7 separate regions of the Sus scrofa genome follow, and all the other regions are linked to region 1. The links are chromatin contacts, called in public Hi-C and HiChIP or PLAC-seq maps. All regions are on one chromosome and are shown on one strand. The core of a region is the stretch at or near the end of the contact, and the rest is flanking DNA. Distances in the headings are between cores, read along the strand shown. Region 1 has its middle 120 kb from the start of AKR1E2. Region 2 has its middle 170 kb from the start of KLF6. Region 3 has its middle 240 kb from the start of KLF6. Region 4 has its middle 260 kb from the start of KLF6. Region 5 has its middle 290 kb from the start of KLF6. Region 6 has its middle 340 kb from the start of KLF6. Region 7 has its middle 390 kb from the start of AKR1E2.

Region 1 (3,041 bases), core at 205-2,704:
TTAAGGGGCTTCCCCCAGTAGCTCTACATGCACTAAGACGGAAGGACGGGTTAAAATCTAGGCAAGTAAGTCATGAGCAAGAAGAAATGCTTGTGTTTGAAAATGACAAGTTCTCATTTATGTGTCACCAACCCTAATCCAATATATTCCTGAATCGTATATTATTTATATGGACTTATTTTTAAAGCAATTGTCCCATGTTTTTAAAGCAGATTTAAGAATATGGTCTAAAAAAGCCTGGACCAAGTTTCAATATATAATGATGGAATCTCTTCAAATAACTCAACAGGCACTGAAGGATTCATGCTGACTGCGGTATGTCTCAGAGTCAGAATCTGCCATCAGGACATACGGTGTAGGTAGGTTTGCTTTCACATTGATTTTTCTTCTTGTTTCAGCCTGTGTGATTCCCTGACTACCACGGTTGAGGTGGCTGTTTTAATTTGGTTACGGCCAAGGCAAGGCTGTGTTTATCACCTTGCCCACATTTTTCCTTCAAACCAGCGCATGAAACTGAATTCAATGAGCACTGCTGAAAGCAGGTCTAAGAAAGGCATTTGGCTTCAAGGTCCTCTGCTGACCGTAATAAATTGCTCGTGAGACTGTAGATCTGAAGACTTTATTGTATCCAAACTGGCTCTGAGGAAATGCTGAATTTCATAAATAATAATAACAGCAATGACGATGAACTTGGATGTGTCAACTTTCCAAGCAAATTGGAGCTGCACGTAACTTCAAAAGGAAGAAATGCTTTTGCTAGCTGTGGACTTAGAAATGCAGATGTGTCATACTTTAGGCTCTTGATTAGAACAAAACCCTGACAAATGCAGAATCATTTGTAAAAATAGGCATGTGTGAATACTACACATATTCTACATATATACATCATATGCAGTATACACACACACAATACTATGTAAAACTACAGGTATAGAAATACGGACACAAACACAGGCATACATTTAAAAAGCACACTATAAAAATATATATGTTCAAAGATATAAAGTATGCTAAAGTACATAAATGCTATAAAAGTGTGCATGTAATATATGACTATTATTAGTACATGTATTACATACACATATGTAATATATTACACATTAATACCATTATTAATATTAGTAGTATATTCTAAGTATATAGACTAATATATTTTAAAATATATACTCTTTTAATACACACTATAGTATATACTGATGTATTTTTTAAAACTGAAAGAAACCTAGTTTCCTTTTTATTTGTGTTCCTACGGGTGGCAGCCGCTTTTTTCCGGGTCTCTCTCATTAGCCGTGATTAGGATATTCCCTAATTCTAAGTCCTCATTTCTCAGTGTAGACTGTGGGTCCCCAGCCTGGGAGGAGGGAGCGGGGTTTCCCGGTTTTATAAACACAAGTCTCCCTGGAGATTCCTACCAACAGAGGACGAGGCTCCCCGGACACTTACTGAGGGTGGCCACTAGGGGGCACAGGTGTCCACGTTTCTGCATTTGGGGCAGCTGTGCTTCCCTGGCGCTGGGAAACTCTGATTCAGATCATTGCTGCAATTAGAGTTTTCAGGTGAAGATTTCCCCGTCTTTTCAAGTCTTTTCAGCCTTGAAACAAATTACATTTTATCGTTGTAAAGGTTAATTCAAATTCAGTGAACAATTTGGAAAATACCTAAGGTAGGACCACAGAAACAAAACCAAGGATGACCACTAAAATTTCCATCATCAAGAAATAAATATTCTGACAATATTTTGGTTTTCTGCCTATATGTTTTTGTGTATTTGTGTGTGTGTGTATATATATATAATTATATTATGAAATGAATGTTACAAAATGAATATAAATGAAAATTATATTATGAAATACCCAAAATTATATAATTTAATATATAATGTATATTTATATCTTATATCATATTTGCATATACCATATCATTCATACATGTATAGTTTTCAAAAATGGAGATTGCTTTGAAATACTCAATTATATTCTGTTTCTCTTCTCATTTCATTTATACTTTTTCTCAGTTTGGGTGGTGAACACATACATTTCATGACAAAATATATGAGAATTGAGCACTCTGCAAAAGGGATTCAGCATTGTACTGACTGTGGGCTCCATGAAATAAAATGAGGGCAGGGGGTTCCCCTCACGGCTCAGTGGTTAACAAACCCGACTAGCATCCGTGAGGACGCGGGTTGGATTCCTGGCCTCACTCAGTGGGTTAAGGATCATGAGCTGTGGTGTAGGTCGCAGATGCGGCACAGATCCCGAGTTGCTGTGGCTGTGGCTGTGGCCAGCAGCTGTAGCTCCAATTCGACCCCTGGCCTGTGAACTTCCATATGCCACGGGTGTGGACCTAAAAAACAAAAACAAAAAAAAGAAAAGAAAAAAAAGAGGGCATATCTCCAATTTTCATCAGCACGTCTGGGTCACAGACTCAGGAGAGACTTCATTGCAAGCTCATATTCTACCCTACTTGCTGCAAAGAGCCTTAGCTAGTTTAAGGATGTCAAAATCTTAGCATATCCTATTGCTAAAAGCTCTGGTTTTACATGCGGTACCGTGGTACGACTTTTATGCCTTAGAACTTTCCATCTTGCCATCTTCCAGCCTTTGGAAGACATGTTTTCTGCAGTATTTACTTGGAATATTTTCCCATCATTTTTGTATTCTATTGGGTAACTTGGAAAGCTTGACTAATATAATCTTTCAGACTGCCAAGAACTAACAGGCAGAAATTAGATCAGCTAAGTTTACTCTTTCTCTTAATAAATATTTTGTGAGACTCTGCTGCAGTCTGATTCATGGACAAATGTTACACAAGGCAGACTTTGCCTACTTTCTAGCCTCTGCCTAAAATGCCACTCTCAGCAGCAAAGTGATGTGTTTCTCTGTCACCTCTAGGTACAGAAAGAAAAACTTTAGTTTGGACATTACTGAGTCAGGCACACAAACCTAGAGACCTCGCAGGTCTGTAGTGAGGCGAGGAATGCGGTAGGTCCCAGGGTTACGGCTCAAACCCCGTGTCTTGCACTCTTGGGGCTCATTAAT
Region 2 (3,041 bases), core at 374-2,873, 500 kb after region 1:
CACTCACACTCACACCCTTGCTTCCTCACTAGAGACTACATCTTGCTTCAAGTAAGAGATGGCCTTGCTGGAGTTCCCACTGTGGCCCAGAGGATTAAGGACCCAGTATTGTCTCTCTGAGGATGCGAGTTCAACCCCTGGCCTCCGTGGATGGGCTAACGATCCGGCATTGCCACAAGCTGCCTGGTAGGTTGCAGAGGTGGCTCGGATCTGGCACTGCTGTGGCTGTAACAAAGGCTGGTAGCTGCAGCTCCATGTCAACGCCTAGCCCAGGAATTTGCATATGCTGCAGGTGTGGCCCTGAAAAGCAAAAAAAAAAAAGAAGAAGAAGAGGAAGAGAAGGCCTTGCACTTGCACGTGTGTGTGCGCGTGCATGTGAGCTCAGTGTTTATAAGGTCTACATGACAGTTCAGAGTACAAAAATCGACACATGCACTGAGCTGATCTGGACACAGGGTCAAATGCTGCCCTATCAAGACAGCAAACATGGGTGGGTTGTTGTTTTTTTTTCAGAAAAAAATTAATATTGTGAAAGGACTGTATGCCACAAAAATGCACATTTTACTCTGTCGGTAACACTGACAGGAAACGCATGGCTTCATTTCATCTAAGACCAACATGCTCAGTGTTCAGAATCGAAATGAGTCATGATTCCTGCCACTGGCTGATGAGATTAAACGCACTCATCGGCCCAGGGAGATAAAAACTGCAGCTTCCAAGGAAAACTCCGGTGCCTTCAGCCTGCGAATGACACGTCCATTTCGGAAGTTCTAGCAAATATGAGCTGAGCTCGTGTAGTGAAATCTGGTCACAACCGTTCCACCAAGGCCTTTGGGCAGCTCTGCATAGAGACCCAGGCTTCTTCAGGAGAAGGGTTGGAAGCAGGCAGGGTGGGTCTCTGCCCCTGGAGAAATGTGAGTCTGAGGGTTGTGGTCCACGCTGAGTTTTCCTCCTGGACACTGGGCAGTGGTTAAGAAGTGGCATCTCAAAGTATTACTTTCAGAACAGAGAGGCAGTGAGGTCCTGCTGTGCAGCACAGCGAACTGTATCCAACCTCCTGGGACAGGCCGTGATGGAAGGTGAAATGACACAAGGGAATGTGTGTGTGTGTGACGGGGTCACCTTGGTGTACAGCAGAAACTGGCACGACACTGATCTTGAGGTGGCCAGCAGAGACCCATCTTTGTCAAAATTTCTAAAAAATGTGAGGGAATTTCTTCTGAACGATAGACCTCCGTTTCTGACAGCCTTGCTACCGGCCTCAACTCGTATCTGCTCGCTAGGAGTTTCCTCCCTTGAAAACCACTGAACACGAAACCACCGAGCCCGCCGCCCCGTCTGTTGTGGTCTCTCCCCAGCCGCCTCCGATGCCGACGCAAAACCCGCTCAGGGCGGCGGGAGACCTGACGTTGGCCCCTCCCGTCTCCGGGCACATCCCCACATGCCATGTTGGCCGCATCCACTGGTCACGACCAGTTCAGCTGTGGGGGCTGAGACGCAGCTGCGAGGTGAGCTGAGGACCGAGCGGGGGGCTCCCGAAAGCAGCCTGGAACCGCCCCTCCGGACGGAAGAGGCCCGCGGTGCGCTCCGGCGATGCTCCGCGTGGAGGAAGGCGGGGGAGTCGCGCCTGCCACCCCCAGCCTCACCGGCCATAAAAAGTGCTCTTTGCCAAGGAGCTGCCGACTGGAGACGGGGGAGCGGAAGCTGCAGGGGAAGCCGAGGGGAAACCCCGCAGTGCGGGCCCGGCAGAGCGCAGAGTCCCGCCACGCCACCGCCACCCCGTCGGACCCCCGCACTCTCCCTGCCGCCTGTCCTTTCCAAAGCAGCGCCAAGTGCACAGACAGGGGCGGGAGCTTCCCACCACTGCTTCCCGAAAGCAAAAGAGATTTTCCAGTGCAGTTAAGCAGTGACCACGAGCGTGAGTGCCACACAACACAGTCCCATGTGCCACCTGAGTGCCAGGCCAGAGGGTCACCCCCCCCACCCTCCAGCCAGAAAGAAAGGAGGGAGGGATGAAGGGAGGCATGGGGGGAGGTGGAAGGACGGAGGGAGGGGGAGGGAGGGAGGGAAGTAGGGAGGGGGAGGGAGGGGGAGAGGGGGAGGGAGGGGGAGGGAGGGGGAGGGAAAAAAAGAAAAGAAAAATGAAAAAACATAAACGCCATTCAGGGAATGGAGGCTATAAAGCGATTCGCTGAGGAGCACCGGCTGCTTACGCCCGTTGCTGCCGCTCATTCTAAAATGTATAGTTAATGGTTTCTTAAGGCCTACATGTGCATATTATTGGGGTCACTCGACGTCCCTCTTAAATTGCATCAAGATGGCTCTCCAAAACCCTTTCTGTTAACCTGCCAGTCTGTGCAAACATAATCCATGACCCAGCCACACGTTGACCACTCAGCTCCTGAGGGTCCCAGACACTCTGATTCTGAGCGTGTGGGGCAGAAACCACAGGAGCAGAGAGAAGAAGGGGTGGTGCGCTCCTCCGGGACGGCCCCTCCCTGGGCAGAGCCAAGCCTTGTCTGGAGAAGGTCTGCACTGCACCTGCTGTGAGGACGTGAGGACGTTGGAAGCCGTGCGCTGGGTGGAGCAGCCACACGCACAGCCTCACGCCGGGGTTAAGTGAATACGTGGGGCTTTGGGGTTGGAGACTGTTAAGCAGGGGTTAGCCCTACTTGAGCTGTCCAGCTGGCACGCCAGCTCTCTGTGGCCCTTTAGAAAGTTAGCTGTTAGGTGAAAGAAAGTTAGCATCGACGTCCTCCACCGCTCGCCACATGTCAAGGGCAGGACAGTTCTCGTGAAGGCTCCGTGGGACAGGGCGGGTCCCGTCTCGACCCTCCACGGGCCACATGGCATTCTCTCTCCTTCTTGCAGAGGGTTGTGCTTCTTGTAACTCGACTCCCTCTTGGGTCGGCTGTTCTAGCATAAGTAAAAACACAGCCCCGAAGGGCATCAAGATCCAATCTGGGCTGTCCTCCCCTTGAGGAGTGTAGAGCCTCTGGGTGGGTGTCCCGGGAGGTCCTGACCTCCCCCCTCAGACACCC
Region 3 (3,041 bases), core at 308-2,807, 430 kb after region 1:
AAACGACCTTGTCTGACCCACCCACTTTTGCAAGCGGAGAGATTTCTAGTAAATCAATAAACTACCCGATGGGTGTAAACTAAGCCAAGCTCCCAACAGCCGGGCTCTTAATTTACTGGAAACCACTTTTTAAGACCGTACAGCCTTCTGAGGGCAGGGCAAATTCTGACCAGGCACTTGTTGGTAGATGATCAGATAACGAGATGTTATACATTGAAAGGATGAAGGTGAACCTCAGTTTCTGTGAAGTCGCTCCTTCATTCATCATTTCCGTCATGCTGTGTGCTAAGCCCTAAGCCCTCAGGACTCTGGGACCTTGAGACACAAGACCGCAGAAAACCCCCAGCTCCGAAGCTCCGTCTTAGGAAACATACACAGCGAGACAGCAGGGCACAACTGTCTTTCTCTCCTCAACATCTTTCATGAGAACAAAAATAGAAGATCTTTTCTGACACACATCTGTACATCCCTCGCTTTAGTCCGTAAAGATGAACACTGGCTGTGTTGCCACGGCAGCTGACTTGCCAGGGTGAATGCATGAGAAAGATATGGTCGCTGACCCCCAAGAAATTATCCTCTCATTGGAAAAAACGGTGGGTCCCGGGTACATGGAGGGAGGGTATGACTAAGTGGACTAGGGAGACGTCAGCTCTGTTGTGAAGCAATACCCTGGACAGGAACGCTGGCTGTCGGTAAAAGCTTTGGGCAGCCAGGTAAACTGGGCCGGATGCTCATCGGGGTTCCCTGCAGGCATTGCAGCCGGGTGAGAGATCTGAACGACCGTCCGGCGTGGAAGTAAAGCTCACACCCCGGCCAGTATTTCATCACCTGATATTTCTGAGCAGCAAGTGCATCCGGAAATGTACTTAGTGCAAGTTCCTGGCCTACAGAATGAGGGACGAGGGACTGGGCCTTGGCCGGCCCGTGATGCCGGCCCAGTGAACATCAGGGAGGCTATTTCACGGATTCCCAGTGTGAGCCGCCAGCAGGGTGAGCCGCTTCTTCAAAATTCCCCAGGGAACAGATGGGGAATTCAGTTTAAAGCCACACCTGGAGTTCCCCTGGTGGCTCAGTGGGTCAAGAACCCAACATAGTGTCCGTGAAAATGCAGGTTCGATCCCTGGCCTCGCTCCGTGGGTTAAGGATCTGGTGTTGCCATGAATTGTGGTGTAGGTTGCAGATGTGGCTCAGCTCCAGGGTTCCTCTGGCTGTGGTGCAGGCCGGCAGCTGCAGCTCTGATCGGACCCCTAGCCTGGGACCTTCCTTGTGCCACGGGTGTGGCCCTAAAAACCCAAATAATAGAAATAAAGCCTGTGTGTCTGAGGCGTTCTAAGCCCCTTGTTTCCCTCTTGCTGCGCTGACTCGATGTCAGGTCTGCGAAGATAGAGACTCTAAAGTGCAGTGCGTCACCAGTCAAGAGGCGGGACCGAGACACCGTCGAGAAAGAAACGGCAAAACGGGCCGTAGCCTGTTGCTACACATTTTGGCAGGAAATCACAGCTGAGCGTGGGAAGCTTCACTTGCAGAACAGGTAGTCGTGATGACTCAGAGCCTCGGGGACAGACTGGCACGGACCCCAGGCCGGGGGATTATTCAAAACCCAGGGATCCCTGGAAGTGACTGCTTCTTGGCAGTGGCATTTTTCCCCCTTGGCTGTGAAAGGTGAGAAAGCTTTGGCAAGGAAATGAGCAGAGGAGTGAATTCAGAGCAAGGGGCACAAGTGACTCACAGATTAGATGAACAAGGACACGGCCGCAAAGCGAGAGACGCAGCAGAATCTCTCTGCCGGCTGAAGGATGAGCAAGCCCCAGGTCATCCCGACCAACTCTCAGTTTAGGAAGACGCCGTGAAAAAAACCGTGTCTCTGGGAGCAGGCTTGTGGCTGCCCTGGGGGAGGGGCGGGAGGGGATGGACCGGGAAGTGGGGGTGGGTCGATGCAAACTCTTGCATTTCGAATGGATGGGCAGTGAGGTCCTGCTGCACAGCACAGGGAACTACATCCAGTCTGGGGATAGGACGTGATGGAGCATAATGTGAGAAAAAGAATGTGTGTGTGTGTGTGTGTGTGTGTGTGTGTGTGTGTGTGTGTGTGTGTGACTGGTCACTATCCTGTACAGCAGAAATTGAAGGATCATTGCAAATCAACTATAATGAACATGTTTTAAAAACAGTGTCTATTCTTCAATGCTTGAATCAGTTAGTTAAAAGGCTGCATTGTTTGATTCCTTGTAATATCTTGGAGCGATATTTTAATATTACTTCAAATAGAAGCCTAGAAGCCCCGTACTATTTATTTAAAGTCCATTTTCAAAATTCTTTTAAAAGTAATTACAGGAAATTATCAGCCTTTGTATCTTGCTGGCTGACACATCCTATAAATCACCCAATGTGTCACTTCTGATAAAGCCCATGTAATCATGTTACATGACAGGAACTGACGGTCATAAGTAGACATGATAATTTAATTTGGAAAAAGCTCAGACTCATGCAATTCCCTTTCAACTTTAGTTCAAAAACCCTGGTGAAACTCTACAGAGGGTTGGCATATTGATGTAACTTTGAAGAACATTTGTAACATTTTTTACTTTCAAACCCGAAACGTATCTCCATCTCATACTTGAGATATAAGCGCATACAAGTGTGTAGTATAAAATATTTATAGCAAACGTTAAAATAAAGAAATGATGTGATTATCCAGTGTGATCCGTTTTTACTGGGTTCACTCAGTAGTCAAAGTCTGTGTTGAGGAGCAGGGTATAGACAGGTGCCGGCCGTAGACCACTCTCTCGGCAGAGAGTGAGAACTGTCAATGACTTCGAGAAAAGTGGGGGCATTTGATGGAGAGAAGAAAGATACACTCAAAATTGTACCTCCTTCCCTGTGGTCACCAAACTTTCAACTTCACGTGCAAAATGAACACCACAGAAGCAAGAAACTGGATCTCTTGGACCGACCCTATAGCATATTGTTAGGAGAACTTGACGTGCTGAAGGCCGGATGGGGTGGAAGCGTCCAGCTCTGAATGCCAGAGGCTGGCACCT
Region 4 (3,041 bases), core at 282-2,781, 410 kb after region 1:
GAAAGAAAAAAAAAGAAATGGACAGACCATTGTAAATGAACTATAATAATTTTTTAATTAAAAAATAAATAAAAATTGCGCATTGAGTTGGCATGAGTAGGCCGGAGGCAACACCTTGCTGGGTCTGACTGGTGAGGAGGGGCCGGCTTCCTGGTGTAGGTCCCCTAGGTGCTGCAGAGAAAGACAGCGATGCTGTCGCGCGGTCACTAACGCGTGGGTCCCGGCTTCCGCGGAGGGCGAGGCAGGGCCGGCGGGGTTCCCTGCGACAGCCCAGGGACGGCCTTTGGGCGGAGAGGATGCCCGGAGCAGGAAGACGGCAGGGCATCCTCTGCAGAGAGAGGGGCCCGGGCGACCTCGGGCTCGGGCCCAGGGGCTCGTCACGCGTTTCCTGCCCCGCTGTGACAGCATCCCCCTGTTGCTGTGACCGAAGCACGTGGGCGCTGTTCCACGCCCCGCGCCTGCGGGGTCGCTTGCTCTGTCCACGCTTTCTTCCACCTCGAGGTCCCCTCCTCCGCGGCGCTGTCTTCTGTTTCCGCCGCCCTCGTTCCTATGAAGAGGATTTGTGGGTCCAGTGATCCCTGCCTGTCTACACCCACCCACCCCCCGCCTTTGCTCCTCCCAGGTTTTGAGATGCTCCCTGGAGAAAAGCACAACCCCAGTGAAAAACAGCTCCACCTGCGGCTGCGACACAGCGGAAAACACACAACCGGGCGGAGGGGTGTTTTTAGGCAAAGGTCACCCACACGATGCCCGCTGAGGACACGAGCCCCACATCCTAATGATACAGGGCATTTCCCTCCCCCTCCTCCTCCTCCGCACACGGGGGCCTGCACTCTCTCTCTCTCACACACACACACACACACACACACACACACCCCACCCCCAAGCCTCACCGACCGCAGGCCCAGGCCCCGTCTCCGCGGTTGTTGTATTTTCCCTTTGCTGAGGAATCCAAGAGGCCCCTCCACCAGCCTAACTACCCATCTGTCCCACCTGACCGTGCACTTGAGTCCCTGTCTGTTACCAGGGAGGAGTGCTCTGTGCCCCTGCGCTGAGCCGGGCCCCCTGCACCTGCTCTCATCGCTGGTCCTTCCAAGGACCCAGCTCCCCGGAGTCTCCGTTCTCCTCCAGGTCCCGCACTTGCTTGGCTCAGCCCCTCCCAGCAGCCTGCAAACGCGGGTATTCCTTACCTGCTCCTGAGAAGCTTGGGTCCTCTGGCCGCCTCTCCTTCCCCCTCGGACCCGGGTCTCCTGGGGGTGGAATTCCTGAGAAGCCTCATCCCTGCCTTTCCTGCCTCTCCTCTCACACTCTTCTCTGGTGAACTGTCCCCTGCCAGGCTTTCCGCTGCTCACCCACCCCCTCCACCCCAAGGTCCTGTCCAGGCGCCAGGCATCTCCCCCTGGGGTCGCAGCGCTTGTCCGCATTGGAGGAGTTGCTAGCCGCTGGCACCCGGAGCGCTTCCCGCGCGCGCTGAGCTTCCAGGGCACCGGCCAGTCCCAGCTCGTCCCCATTGCTCTCTCCCTCCCCTCCACCTGCCATGCTCACTGCTTTTCTTTCCAGTCCCTTGAGCGCTGGCGCCTCAAGGCGGGACCGCCTCCTCTGCCCTTTCCGGCCACACGCACTCCCTTCGAGGTCTCACCTGGTCTTGCGATTTTCTCTAGAACTTCCGCACACCAGCGACTCTCAGTTTGGACCTTCCTTGTTTGCTCGTCCACAGACCAGCTGTGGTTACTTATGCCTGGTGTCCAGAGTCACTCTCTGGAAAACCTCCTCCAAGGGGTCCTGAAAGAGCCTAGTCCTCACCCGCCACCTGCCCTCCTCAACTTGCTGTGCCCACACATCAGGCGAAAGGTGTAAGGTCCACGTCCCGGGCCTCCTAAACATATGGCAGAATCCCTCCCTGGAGGAGAAGGGAGCAGAGCAAGCAGGTTTATTAAGGCCAGAATGAAAAGGTCCTGGAATCTTTTTTTTTTTAACCAGCTTTAATTAAATTTACTTTTATTAGGGTATAGTTGATTTACAGAGTTGAGTCTATCTCTGCTGTGCAGCATAGTGACCAGTCATATGCACATTCTTCTCCTCCCGGAAAATCTTCAAAGCGCTGAACTAGATGGCAGTTTCTTCCTTTCACTTCTGAACATGAAGTGGGCTGATGTGTTGAAGAAAGTGCTAGGTTATTAAGGTTCCGCATGAAACAGAAGTGGAATGACATTCATCATTGTAGGGGGTGTGTATGTCTCTGTTTCTGTGTGTTGCTGTGTTTCTGTGTCTGTCTGTGTGTGTCTGTGTCTTAGTTCAGTGCAGGTCTTCTTAGTTTGTTACGATGCAAGTATTTCTTCACTTTTCCTTTCACAGTATCTGCAAAATTTTAACTGACATAGAATTTCATTGTTGAAAGTGAAACTGTTCTACTAATATCTAATGCTTGGTGTCAGCTACTCTCATTCTTGGAATTATTTAAAATTCCACTGAAGGTACAAATTTGAACTGAGATTTTTTTTTTTTGAGGAACTCACACATGCAGAATTGAGATCTGAAATCTGCTGGTTTATGCAGATTTACCCTAAGAAAGGAAGTTAGGGCTTGGGTTTTGCTATCATGGAAGGAAATGACTCATATCAATGCTGGTATGTAATCGGTGTCCCAAATTTAGCTTTTGTTTGAGTGTAAAACCTAACATTGACATAGGAAACTTTATTATACTAAGCTGCGCTTTTCTCGTTCCCTTTTCCTCTCTGTCAATCAATGACCACACTTTCATTAGGGACCTGTTAAGACATGTTTAGAACATAAACTAAGGTTTTGTAAAATCTGAGTCGATTTTACAAAACATGGTCACATGGGAAATATTGCACAATGAACTCAGAACAAAGGGTCTCAGAAGGACCGGATTTGGAAACAAAAGAAAGAACTCTGGATGAGGTTACAATGAGCACATTTTCTGAGCCTTCTGGAAAACGCGTATCTATTTACAACAGAAGGTATTTCAGAAGTAAAATGACTTTTACACTCTGCCTCTCTTTATTTATCGTCATGTGCTG
Region 5 (3,041 bases), core at 363-2,862, 380 kb after region 1:
GGCGTTTTTGCCAAGGAATGCAGTCCACGTGTAATAAAATGCGCCTTTTCTTTGCTGGCTGGAGGCAAACACCTGACTTCATTTTTTTTCAAGAGGTCACTGCGAGTATTGTCTGCTGATTGAGGCTTTCGGCAGGAGTCTGACAGTTCTAGCCTGCTTCTGAAATGATTAGGCTGCAAAACGAGACACAGCAAAATACCTGCATCCAGTCAGCTCCCTAAATTATCAAGAGGCTCAGTCTGTGCTCACAAAGAAGCCACTACTGGAGTTTACTCTGCTACATGAACATGGGTTTTTGCAAAGAGACCTTCAAGGTCATGTCCTTAGGAGGCAGAGTTTCACCCCAGAAAGAGCAGGGGGTTCGGAGTTAGAAATGCTTTCTTCCCTCTGGGTCACCCGCACTTGGAAAAGCCAAACCCAGGGTCTCGGAAGCGTCGACCAGCAGCCTCTTTGCTCTTGTGTGATACGGTCGCACCGTTTTCTTCCGAGAAGAATAACTATTCCATACCCTGTTCCTTAAAAATCACTGAAAGACTTTCCTGTCTGCTTAACTAAAGTGGGTAACTTCATTCAGTCAAGAGATATTGACTGAAGTACATGTAGGATGTATACTCAGATAATATGCGAGAGAAATGATTTTGTTGTTTGCAAAACTCTCAGATCTCAACCCAGGTTCAGCTCCATGGCTGTAGTTAATACTGTCACAAGCATGGAGTTCGATTTGAAATTCGTACAGTGGAATCAGGAATTTACAACTGTTCTGCAATTCCCTACCCATGGGTCGGTGTGACAGGCGGGGAGATGACAGTACAGCGTCTGGCATGCTATATAATTTTCTTTAATTTGCCAGTTAGCTTGGGCAGTAGAGTGCTGTTTATGCATACAGAGGTGATGTGTCACAGTTCGCTTATTTAGTGGGTAAAAGAGAGCAAGAACAAGAAGAAAGCCAAGCAAATACACTAATTAAAATACTAGTTAGTATATAGTTACCTGTAATATTAATATATTAATTACATAGAAAACAATAAATCTGTATTTGCATAAGACTAAAGACCATGTGGCAAAAAAAAAAAAAAACTCAATAAGTTGCTTCCTTTTTAGTCAAAATTGTAAAGCAAAATATTTAAATTATTAGAATATTACTAAAGTGGAATAGGATGAGAATGTTGGATTTTAGGCGTTGGCTGAATTCTCAGAAACAAAATATAAATGACTCATATGGCAAAAATTCTCAAAATGAAATTATTATTGAAATGCTCGTGGTGATTCAGCACTATTTTGATTTATCCATCACTTGAAAAAGTTATTTGTCTTGATAAAGATTCTTACATCCCTTTGAGAGTGGAGTTGCACAGCCAGTCCAGGAGATAACACTGTAGCTTTTACCAAGTCTGAAAAATTCAAAAAAGAATTGAAAGAAAAAAATGGAAGCTTCTGATTCCTTCAGGAAGGTAGCAATACTTAAAACCAATTATGAGTTCATCAGAAAAAGTATCTGTAGCGTGTGGCTTTCCTGCACGTGATTAGCACTGGAAATGCAGTCCCGGCCGAGCACTGAATGGTCCCCTCTTGGCTACGCCCCTGCTCTGGGATTGTTTTCTCAGGGAAACAGGAAAGGGAGGCGATGGAGCTGAAAGCCCAGCTGGTTCTAATTCAGCACTCCCAATCGACTCTTAGGCATTGGCTCCAAAGAACGAACACCAAATTAAAATGGTACTGATTTGAGGGAACACGTGGAATGAGCCCCGCTTCCCTGTCCCCGCAGGGGTCCCCCGGTGATGTATCTGGCTCGGGTGGCCATCAAGGGAGGAGAGACTCCTGTCCACCGAACATGCCAGTTCCCCTGAGAATTAAAGTACATCTTTCATAATATCTCTTCAAACTTACACGTAACCTAGAAACTGGATGCCTTCTGTGGGTGTGACATGGAGCTGCCCTCGCCACAGCCCATGGCCTCTGGTCCAGGCCCGAGTTCCTGCAAGGCTGCCCTTGTACCTGAGATGCTCCCTAATTTTACAAGATGAACTCGCAAACGTGTCAGAGGATTGAGGTCTCTGGTTGCTCATGCCTGTCCCACTCAGGCCCTCGGACGCTGGCACCATCCATTCTCCACCATGGACCCAGGGGAGGGGGTGTGTTTCTACAGGGCAGCGTCAAAGCTGTTGGAGCCCCGCCTTATCAGTGATGTGTCTTGGCCGATGCATGGGATTCAAAGGCACATGTCCCAGCACAACATATAGAGTCTGTCTGTGTATCTGCATAGAACACAGAATATGCACGTATATGTTCTCTAGTGAATCCTCGTGGAAAACAGTCAGGATTTAAGAAAAGCAAGAAAGGAAGCATACATGATTAAAAAAAAAATAAGACAAATCTTGAGTTTCACTAGCACAAGGGTATTGCATTTCTTTAGATTCTGGTGTCTAAATCAGCAATGTAAAGGGATGTGACCTCGAGCCCTTCAGTGAATTGTGGAGTAAATGATGCTTTAAGTAATAACTGGAAAACGAACGTTTAGGCTGTATCTTGGAAGAGCATAAATGCATATGAAAGGGCAAAGACAACTGGAGCAGGATCCAATGCATACTAGCCCTCTGGGGTCAAGTTCATTCAATGTCATTTCTACACAGCAGTATTGGGACGGTTCGGTTCTGACACAGCTGTCACGGCTATCGTTGCTAAAGGCCCAAATCCACCGTGCAGGGTGGAGGACCCCAAAGAGAACCACACCCAGGAAGGTCCCGATCCAGCCAGGCTCTGGTAGAATCAGACTTCCTCAGTGCTCTTGGGTTTTACTGTAACGAGAAAATGTTTTAACATTTTTATGATTGTAAGAATAGGAGGCGTCTTGCAGAAAAATATAAGAAGAAAGAAATCAGTACAAAGATGAGAGCAGTTGCACATAGGTTTTCACCATAGCCACTGTTCACATTTAGATACAGTTCTTTCAATTTTTGTATCTATTTCCAAAAGCATATGGATATATACATGGACATGTTTTAAAGAAAATTCTGTCTCTACTATATCACAATTTGGTTTTC
Region 6 (3,041 bases), core at 362-2,861, 330 kb after region 1:
GGGCCTCGTCTGCCCTTGGACTGGACTTACTCCAGGGCTGCCCCGCTTCTCAAGCCCTCAGCTTTGGTCTGGAGCTGCATCACCAGCTTCCCTGAGCCTCCACCTTGTAGGCTGTAGATCAAATGTGTTCTCAGCCTCCGTAAGCACATGGGCTGATCCCTCATAATAAATCTATATTTATATTTGCCCTATGAATTCTGTTTCTCTGGGGACTGACTGATGGAGCACATTTGATATTCCTGGGAAGTCAGGAAACCACGCTAGTTTCTTGCTGCGTAAAATGGATACTTTAGAAGATTCTGGTGAACATTTGCAAACAGTAGAGCAAACGCTCTCACACCGGTTTACCTTCTCTCCCTTAAAAAAAAAATCTCTTTGATGTGATCATTAAAATTATAAGAATCCCATGAGGGGGTGTCAGCCCGCCAGAGATGGTGGCAGATATCCAGGGCATCACAGGAGGATGGGAAGGCATTCATGGATGAACCAGAGCAGGAGTTTGGGGGAGAACAGAGCCTGGAGAAGGATGCAGAAGTCCGAACAAATGTCAGCACACGCTGTCTAAAAATGCCCTCCGGAGCCAAAGGGAGTGCCATGTGGCAAGCCGGGGAGAAGGCAGTTATCCTGGCCTGGGCGTGTGCGCCCAGCACACACCCTCTTCATTTCCACAGTGTGGAGGGAGGGGGCCCCGCCACCCCCGCAGCCACCTCTGCACCCACGCCCCCTGTGAAGGTAGCTGCCCAACACCTGCTCCGCGGTCAGGGTGTGGGTCGGGAGAGGCAGCCAGAGGGTCCCCATCGCGCACCTGTGGAAGAAGTCCCTTCATCTGCCTACCGTCTGACTCCTGGTCCTTTTTTCTTAAAAAAAAAAAAAAAAAAAAAGAGTAGAAAAGCCAAGAATCCATGATTCACCAAGATGGGTAAATAGTATGGATGTTTGAGGAAAACTGCTGTATCCCAAGAGAAGGACAAGACGCACCAGTAGAAGAATGATCTGGAGAGAATGAAGCAAATACAAGGAGCAGAAAATGTAACAGAACTAATAAATCAAGATGAGGATAATGCGGTAAATATTTTATGCCTGAAACGATCGCTCTGAACATGAGCAAATAGTTTGGAAAATTACAAACACAACTGCTAAGGTTACAAACACTCAGTAGAAGTGTTTCCAACCATTATTATGCTTCAGAAATAAAGAAGGAAATCTCTCAACAAGTAGCCTAAAACAAGAAGAAATGTGATGATGAGTCAGAGTGAAATCTTTAGATATACACAGGATCAACTCAAGTTTACGAATGTGAGAACAAAACCAATGAGAGGGTTCAGATTCTCAAAGAACCAAGACAAGCCGCGTTTCCCAGAGCTGCAGCTGGGTTTGAGTATCTTCTTGGAACAGCCTGTAGGGAGCTCTGAAGATGAGCGCTCACAGCCCCTACTGGGAGAGCCAGAGTTACCCCTCAAAACCCCAATTCTGGTCACTTTCCCCCAGAGCTCCCTCAGTTCCCTGAAGCTAAGGACTACAACCTTGGCCACATTCTCCAGCCCCAGGACCGGACCCAGCTTGCCCGCCTGCGTGTCCCCTCCCCGCTCCGCTCCGAGTCACACCCAGCATCATGTGCTCTTCCCGTCACGGGGCTTTGGTCTGGGCAATGCTCCCGTTTGCTTGCCTGGCATCATCTCAGCCTTTCAGCCTTTCGCCTTCATCCATTTTTATTCTTTTAGTCCTCAGCCCTCAGTTCAAATGTCACATATTCAGAGAAGCGGAACGGTGCGTTTCTCCACTGTGGCATCTTGTCATTTTTCTTTATTTCAGTAATCGGATTTGCAATTACATATTTATTTGGTTGTTTGTTTTGGATCAATCCTTTCTTAAATACATTATAATTTTTAACTCACCCAAATTCTACCTCCACGAGGGGAGGGCTAATATAATTTACTTATCATTAGATACCTGGGAAAGAGCACGGCAAATGCCCACATAGGATCCAATACCCATCCGACGCAGGATTTTACAACTTCCAGCAGTGACCCTGAAAGCCTGACGTTATTCTCACGTGGCAGTTCAAACTGAGGCTCAGAGGTAGTTAGCATTTTATCACTGTTTAAATAACACCGCCAAAGACCTTTTGAAATCCACCTCAGATGGCTGGAAAATTTCACCTTATCTTATGCGCAGAGATGTAGCCCTGCCTGTACCTTTCTTCGAATGTGAAAACCGAGGGACAGGTGTAATCTGACATCCACTTAAGGAAGGCCCCGGGCCCCACCGCTGCCACCTGCAGAGGCCTCTCCTTTAAAGCCGTCTCCTGGGCGACGTCTGGAGGCACCAAGAAACCCCTCCTCGGGGTTAGGTCCGGAACGAAGCAGCACTGGGGAGAGAGGGCACCCCAGGGACCAGTCCTGCACTGGGAACTCTCCTGACTGTCTCTGAGCTTTGATGTCCTCTGTGACCAACCAGATAGAGTCCGGCGGGGATTCCGTGCCCTAACAGACCCGCTAACCCGGCACTGGGTAGACAGGAAACAGAGCTCCCTCGCCCAGTACGGGCTGTTTCATTCATCACCAAATCAGAAGTTTGCCACAAAGTAAAGTATTTGCATCTGTATGTATCCACATACCAATTGTAAACGTTAAAAAAGGCCATGCATGAGTAGTTTTAAAATAAACTTGGTGAATAATGATTGCCCAGAATCGAGCCCTGCCAGAACCCTTCAGAATTTTAACCTGATTTTTTAAAGTCTAGAACAAACGAATTAAGAAGTCCTGAAATACTAAAATTGGAGAGGCAAGTGTAGGTTTTCTGTACTTTCGACAATAATCGTTTCTTGGTAAAAACCTTAAGCTTTGCTCTGAATGGACAAATAACAGTGCTTTGTAATCAAATGCATTGTATTACATGCTTTCTTGAAAATGCTTTTTTAAGTCAATTTTTTCTTAAATAATATTCAAAGTTTTCTTTAAATTCTATTTTCTTTGTTAAATATTTTTACATATAACATTTTAGAAATATGTAAATATATTTAAATAGAAATTTGAAATGAC
Region 7 (3,041 bases), core at 146-2,645, 270 kb after region 1:
AAATAAAAGCAAAAATAAACAAATAGGACCTAATTAAACTTAAAAGCTTTTGCACAACAAAGGAAACCACTGATAAAATGAAAAGACAGCCTACAGAATGGGAGAAAATATTTGCAAATGATATGACAAATAAGGAGTCAATATCTGAAATACACAAACAGCACAACCAAAAAATGGGCAAAAGACCTGAATAAACATTTTTCCAAAAAAGACATGCATAGGAATGGCTAACAGGTGCATGAAAAGATGCTCAACATCATGCTAATTATTAGAGAAGTGCAAACAAAACCACAGATATCACTTCACACCTGTAAGAATGGCTGTCATCAAAAAGTCTACAAATAGGAATTTCCATTGTGGCTAAGGTTCTTAAGCAGGTTAAGAACCATGAGGATATGGGTTCGATCCCTGGCCTCGCTCAGCAGGTTAAGGCTCTGAGCTGTGGCATAGTTTGCAGATGTGGCTAGGATCTGTCATTGCTGTGGCTGTGGCACAGGCCAGCAGCTGCAGCTCCAATTCAGTCCCTAGCCCAGGAACATCCATATGTTGCAGGTGTGCCTCCCCCACCCCCCGCCACCCAAAGTGTGCAAATAACATGTTGGAGAGGATGTGGAGAAAAGGGGACACGTGCGCATTTTTGTGAGAATGTAACTTCTTGCAGCCACTTTGGAAAACAGTAGGGAGGTTCCTCAAAAACCTGAAAATAGAATTATCATATGACCCAGCAATTCCGCTCCTGGGTATATTTCCTGAAAACACTCATTCGAAAAGATGCGTGCGTCCCAGTGTTCCTAGCAACACTATTTACAGTAACCTAGATACGGAAGCAACCCCAGTGTCCATCAATAGATAATCGGCTTAGGAAGTCGTGGTATACACGTGTCATGGAATCTTACTCAGCTATAACAAGAATGAGGCTCTACCATTCATAGCAACGTAGATGGACCCAGAGAATAGCATGCTTAGCAACATAAGTCAGAAAGAGGAAGAGAAATGCTCTATGATATTTATACGGAAGCTAAAAATGAATACAAATGAATGTATGTAGCAGACTAAAAACCGACTCAGACAGAGAAAACGAACTAGTGGTTACCAGTGGGGAGAGGGAGGGAGGAGAGACAAGGTAGGGGTATGGGGTTAACAGATACAAACTACTATATATGAAATAAAAAAGCTACAAGGTATGTTTTACAGCAGAGAGAATTATACCCATTATTTTGTAATAACTTTTAAGGGTCTATAATCTGTGAAAATATCGAATGACTATGTTCTACACCTGAAACTGATATAATATTATAAGCCAATTATACGCCAATAAAAAAAAGAGCTGACTAGATCCACTTCCTTTTCAACAGCAAATCTCCCAAAATACAGATTGCGTGGCTCCTTCCTTGATCTTGCAGTGAGACTTCCTCATTTCTAGAACCGTCTTCATCTCCCTAAAACACACACCATGTTGGGTTGTCTCCGCACACTTTCAGAATCAAAGTACTCGTCTCCTACAGCACAAAGAGTTCGTCCTGAGAAAGCCACCTGGGAAGGCCTGAGGTCTTTTTAAGACCAGGGTATGTGGGACACGGACGGACCGTCCCATGGATCCGTCCAGTGGGCCTTCGGCAGACCCACGTTCTTTGGGGGAAAAGGGGAGGAGAAAGATGAGTAGCTCAGTGTAATGGCCACTGTACGTCTGGAGGAAACACTCCTCACAGCGACCTTCTGAAGCTGAAAAGACAACTGCATCCAGTTTACAGCTGAGGAGAATGAAACAAGTTCAGTCTTGGGCTCTCGCTGGGCCCCAGATGCTGGGCGGAAGCATGCTGCCGTGAACACAGGCTCAAGAGGCACTTCTTGATTTGGCTGAGCTTATGCTGTGCATTTCATCACCAGAACATAAAAAGTTACCGTTAAATTACAAATCTAACAGTGTAAATACTACAAATACCATGACGTTTTCAGGATGAAAACAAAGACTGAGAAATGGGAATTTCTTCCCCTTTGGTTAAAATGATACATTGTGGGACATTCCCGCTGTGGCGCAGCGGGTTAAGAATCCAACTGCAGTGGCTTGGGTTCAATCCCCAGCCCAGCCCAGTGGGTTAAAGGATCCAGGGTTGCCACAGCTGTGGTATAGGTCTCATCCGCAGCTTGTATTCAGTTCCTGGCCCAGGAACTTCCATATGCCATGGGTGCAGACATAATTTATAGAACTTGGTTTCTATGGATTTTCTTGTGGGCACCTTGCTAGTCTCTGAGGGGAATGGAGAGGGCCAGGAATTGGGGCAAATGCTGCCCTCCACAGGCTCCAGCCATAGCTCTAATTTCCAAGAAAGTAATGGGCAAAAGGGGAGATGGTGGCACTGACCAAGACCTCATGAGACCCACTCACAGTGTCATCCACTCTTCGGATGCTTTTTTTATGCCACACATCAGTTCTGCTGTTGGCAATGCCCTGAATTCTGAGTAGATTAGAGCGGTACATTATGTGCAGTTTTGCTTTATATACTCAATGCATTATTTATACTTCTATTTTCAGAACATTAAATTCTTTGCATTTTGCTACCCTCTTTCATCTACACTAAAAAGACTTACAGACTCAAGTGTCCTCTCAGGGAGCAAGGAGGCTTCTTCGGGTGTAAGGAACATGAAGCACCACTCTGCTCCCTTCTGGACATCTGCACAGAAATATTCGTGTACCCGGCATTGATTGAAACATACACTGTCTCCTTCACATCTGCATCTCCATGGATTTCTTGAAATCTCGGTGCAGTCCTGTGCTGTCTGCAGGCCACCTTAGAGTCCACACTGAGGAGAATGGTTTAAGGGAGTCGTCTACAAGGGAGTAGAATTAAGCTTAACTTATTTGTGTCTCCACGACTTGCATACTTATTCACTCGGCAGGTGGTCGTAAATACTAGAATCTGGGGGCGGAGTCACAGGAAGCAGATTATCCTGGTAGGATATTTAGCATTTATATCCTATCAGCGAGGACAGGATATCCTATCAGCTGTGTTTCTGTGACAGCTAGATACACAGCTCCTTGC

The links. A called contact is a pair of places that touch in the nucleus more often than the background predicts. HiChIP or PLAC-seq counts read pairs in DNA pulled down with a chosen protein or histone mark.
Region 2: a contact with region 1 is called in an H3K27ac HiChIP or PLAC-seq map of alveolar macrophages. The contact joins two enhancer-like sites. A contact is called at or near these places in 2 of 47 Hi-C or Micro-C datasets (embryonic fibroblasts and epiblast stem cells) and 1 of 2 datasets of contacts at active chromatin or transcription factors (alveolar macrophages).
Region 3: an H3K27ac HiChIP or PLAC-seq map of alveolar macrophages shows a contact between it and region 1. The contact joins two enhancer-like sites. A contact is called at or near these places in 6 of 47 Hi-C or Micro-C datasets (alveolar macrophages, embryonic fibroblasts, heart right ventricle and 2 more) and 2 of 2 datasets of contacts at active chromatin or transcription factors (alveolar macrophages and skeletal muscle).
Region 4: a contact with region 1 is called in an H3K27ac HiChIP or PLAC-seq map of alveolar macrophages. The contact joins two enhancer-like sites. A contact is called at or near these places in 4 of 47 Hi-C or Micro-C datasets (alveolar macrophages, embryonic fibroblasts, omental adipose tissue and 1 more) and 2 of 2 datasets of contacts at active chromatin or transcription factors (alveolar macrophages and skeletal muscle).
Region 5: a contact with region 1 is called in an H3K27ac HiChIP or PLAC-seq map of skeletal muscle. The contact joins two enhancer-like sites. A contact is called at or near these places in 2 of 47 Hi-C or Micro-C datasets (embryonic fibroblasts and fibroblasts) and 1 of 2 datasets of contacts at active chromatin or transcription factors (skeletal muscle).
Region 6: a contact with region 1 is called in a Hi-C map of skeletal muscle, with 2.7 times the contacts expected there. The contact joins two enhancer-like sites. A contact is called at or near these places in 3 of 47 Hi-C or Micro-C datasets (fibroblasts, omental adipose tissue and skeletal muscle).
Region 7: a contact with region 1 is called in an H3K27ac HiChIP or PLAC-seq map of alveolar macrophages. The contact joins two enhancer-like sites. A contact is called at or near these places in 1 of 47 Hi-C or Micro-C datasets (embryonic fibroblasts) and 1 of 2 datasets of contacts at active chromatin or transcription factors (alveolar macrophages).

What each region holds. Positions count from the first base shown.
Region 1 is chr10:65,815,512-65,818,552 of Sscrofa11.1, forward strand. No RefSeq gene overlaps it. Among named protein-coding and RNA genes, the nearest start is that of AKR1E2, 120 kb to the left of the region's middle. Within about 2 kb of position 1,455, at least 29 of the 83 cell types and tissues checked have an H3K27ac peak or open chromatin away from gene starts, as enhancers often do. A contact at or near this core is called in alveolar macrophages, omental adipose tissue and skeletal muscle, where this site is marked.
Region 2 is chr10:66,314,123-66,317,163 of Sscrofa11.1, forward strand. No RefSeq gene overlaps it. Among named protein-coding and RNA genes, the nearest start is that of KLF6, 170 kb to the right of the region's middle. Within about 2 kb of position 1,624, at least 28 of the 83 cell types and tissues checked have an H3K27ac peak or open chromatin away from gene starts, as enhancers often do. A contact at or near this core is called in alveolar macrophages, where this site is marked.
Region 3 is chr10:66,247,649-66,250,689 of Sscrofa11.1, forward strand. No RefSeq gene overlaps it. Among named protein-coding and RNA genes, the nearest start is that of KLF6, 240 kb to the right of the region's middle. Within about 2 kb of position 1,558, at least 17 of the 83 cell types and tissues checked have an H3K27ac peak or open chromatin away from gene starts, as enhancers often do. A contact at or near this core is called in alveolar macrophages, where this site is marked.
Region 4 is chr10:66,224,845-66,227,885 of Sscrofa11.1, forward strand. No RefSeq gene overlaps it. Among named protein-coding and RNA genes, the nearest start is that of KLF6, 260 kb to the right of the region's middle. Within about 2 kb of position 1,532, at least 38 of the 83 cell types and tissues checked have an H3K27ac peak or open chromatin away from gene starts, as enhancers often do. A contact at or near this core is called in alveolar macrophages, omental adipose tissue and skeletal muscle, where this site is marked.
Region 5 is chr10:66,192,134-66,195,174 of Sscrofa11.1, forward strand. No RefSeq gene overlaps it. Among named protein-coding and RNA genes, the nearest start is that of KLF6, 290 kb to the right of the region's middle. Within about 2 kb of position 1,613, at least 13 of the 83 cell types and tissues checked have an H3K27ac peak or open chromatin away from gene starts, as enhancers often do. A contact at or near this core is called in skeletal muscle, where this site is marked.
Region 6 is chr10:66,145,135-66,148,175 of Sscrofa11.1, forward strand. No RefSeq gene overlaps it. Among named protein-coding and RNA genes, the nearest start is that of KLF6, 340 kb to the right of the region's middle. Within about 2 kb of position 1,612, at least 13 of the 83 cell types and tissues checked have an H3K27ac peak or open chromatin away from gene starts, as enhancers often do. A contact at or near this core is called in skeletal muscle, where this site is marked.
Region 7 is chr10:66,086,771-66,089,811 of Sscrofa11.1, forward strand. No RefSeq gene overlaps it. Among named protein-coding and RNA genes, the nearest start is that of AKR1E2, 390 kb to the left of the region's middle. Within about 2 kb of position 1,396, at least 2 of the 83 cell types and tissues checked have an H3K27ac peak or open chromatin away from gene starts, as enhancers often do. A contact at or near this core is called in alveolar macrophages, where this site is marked.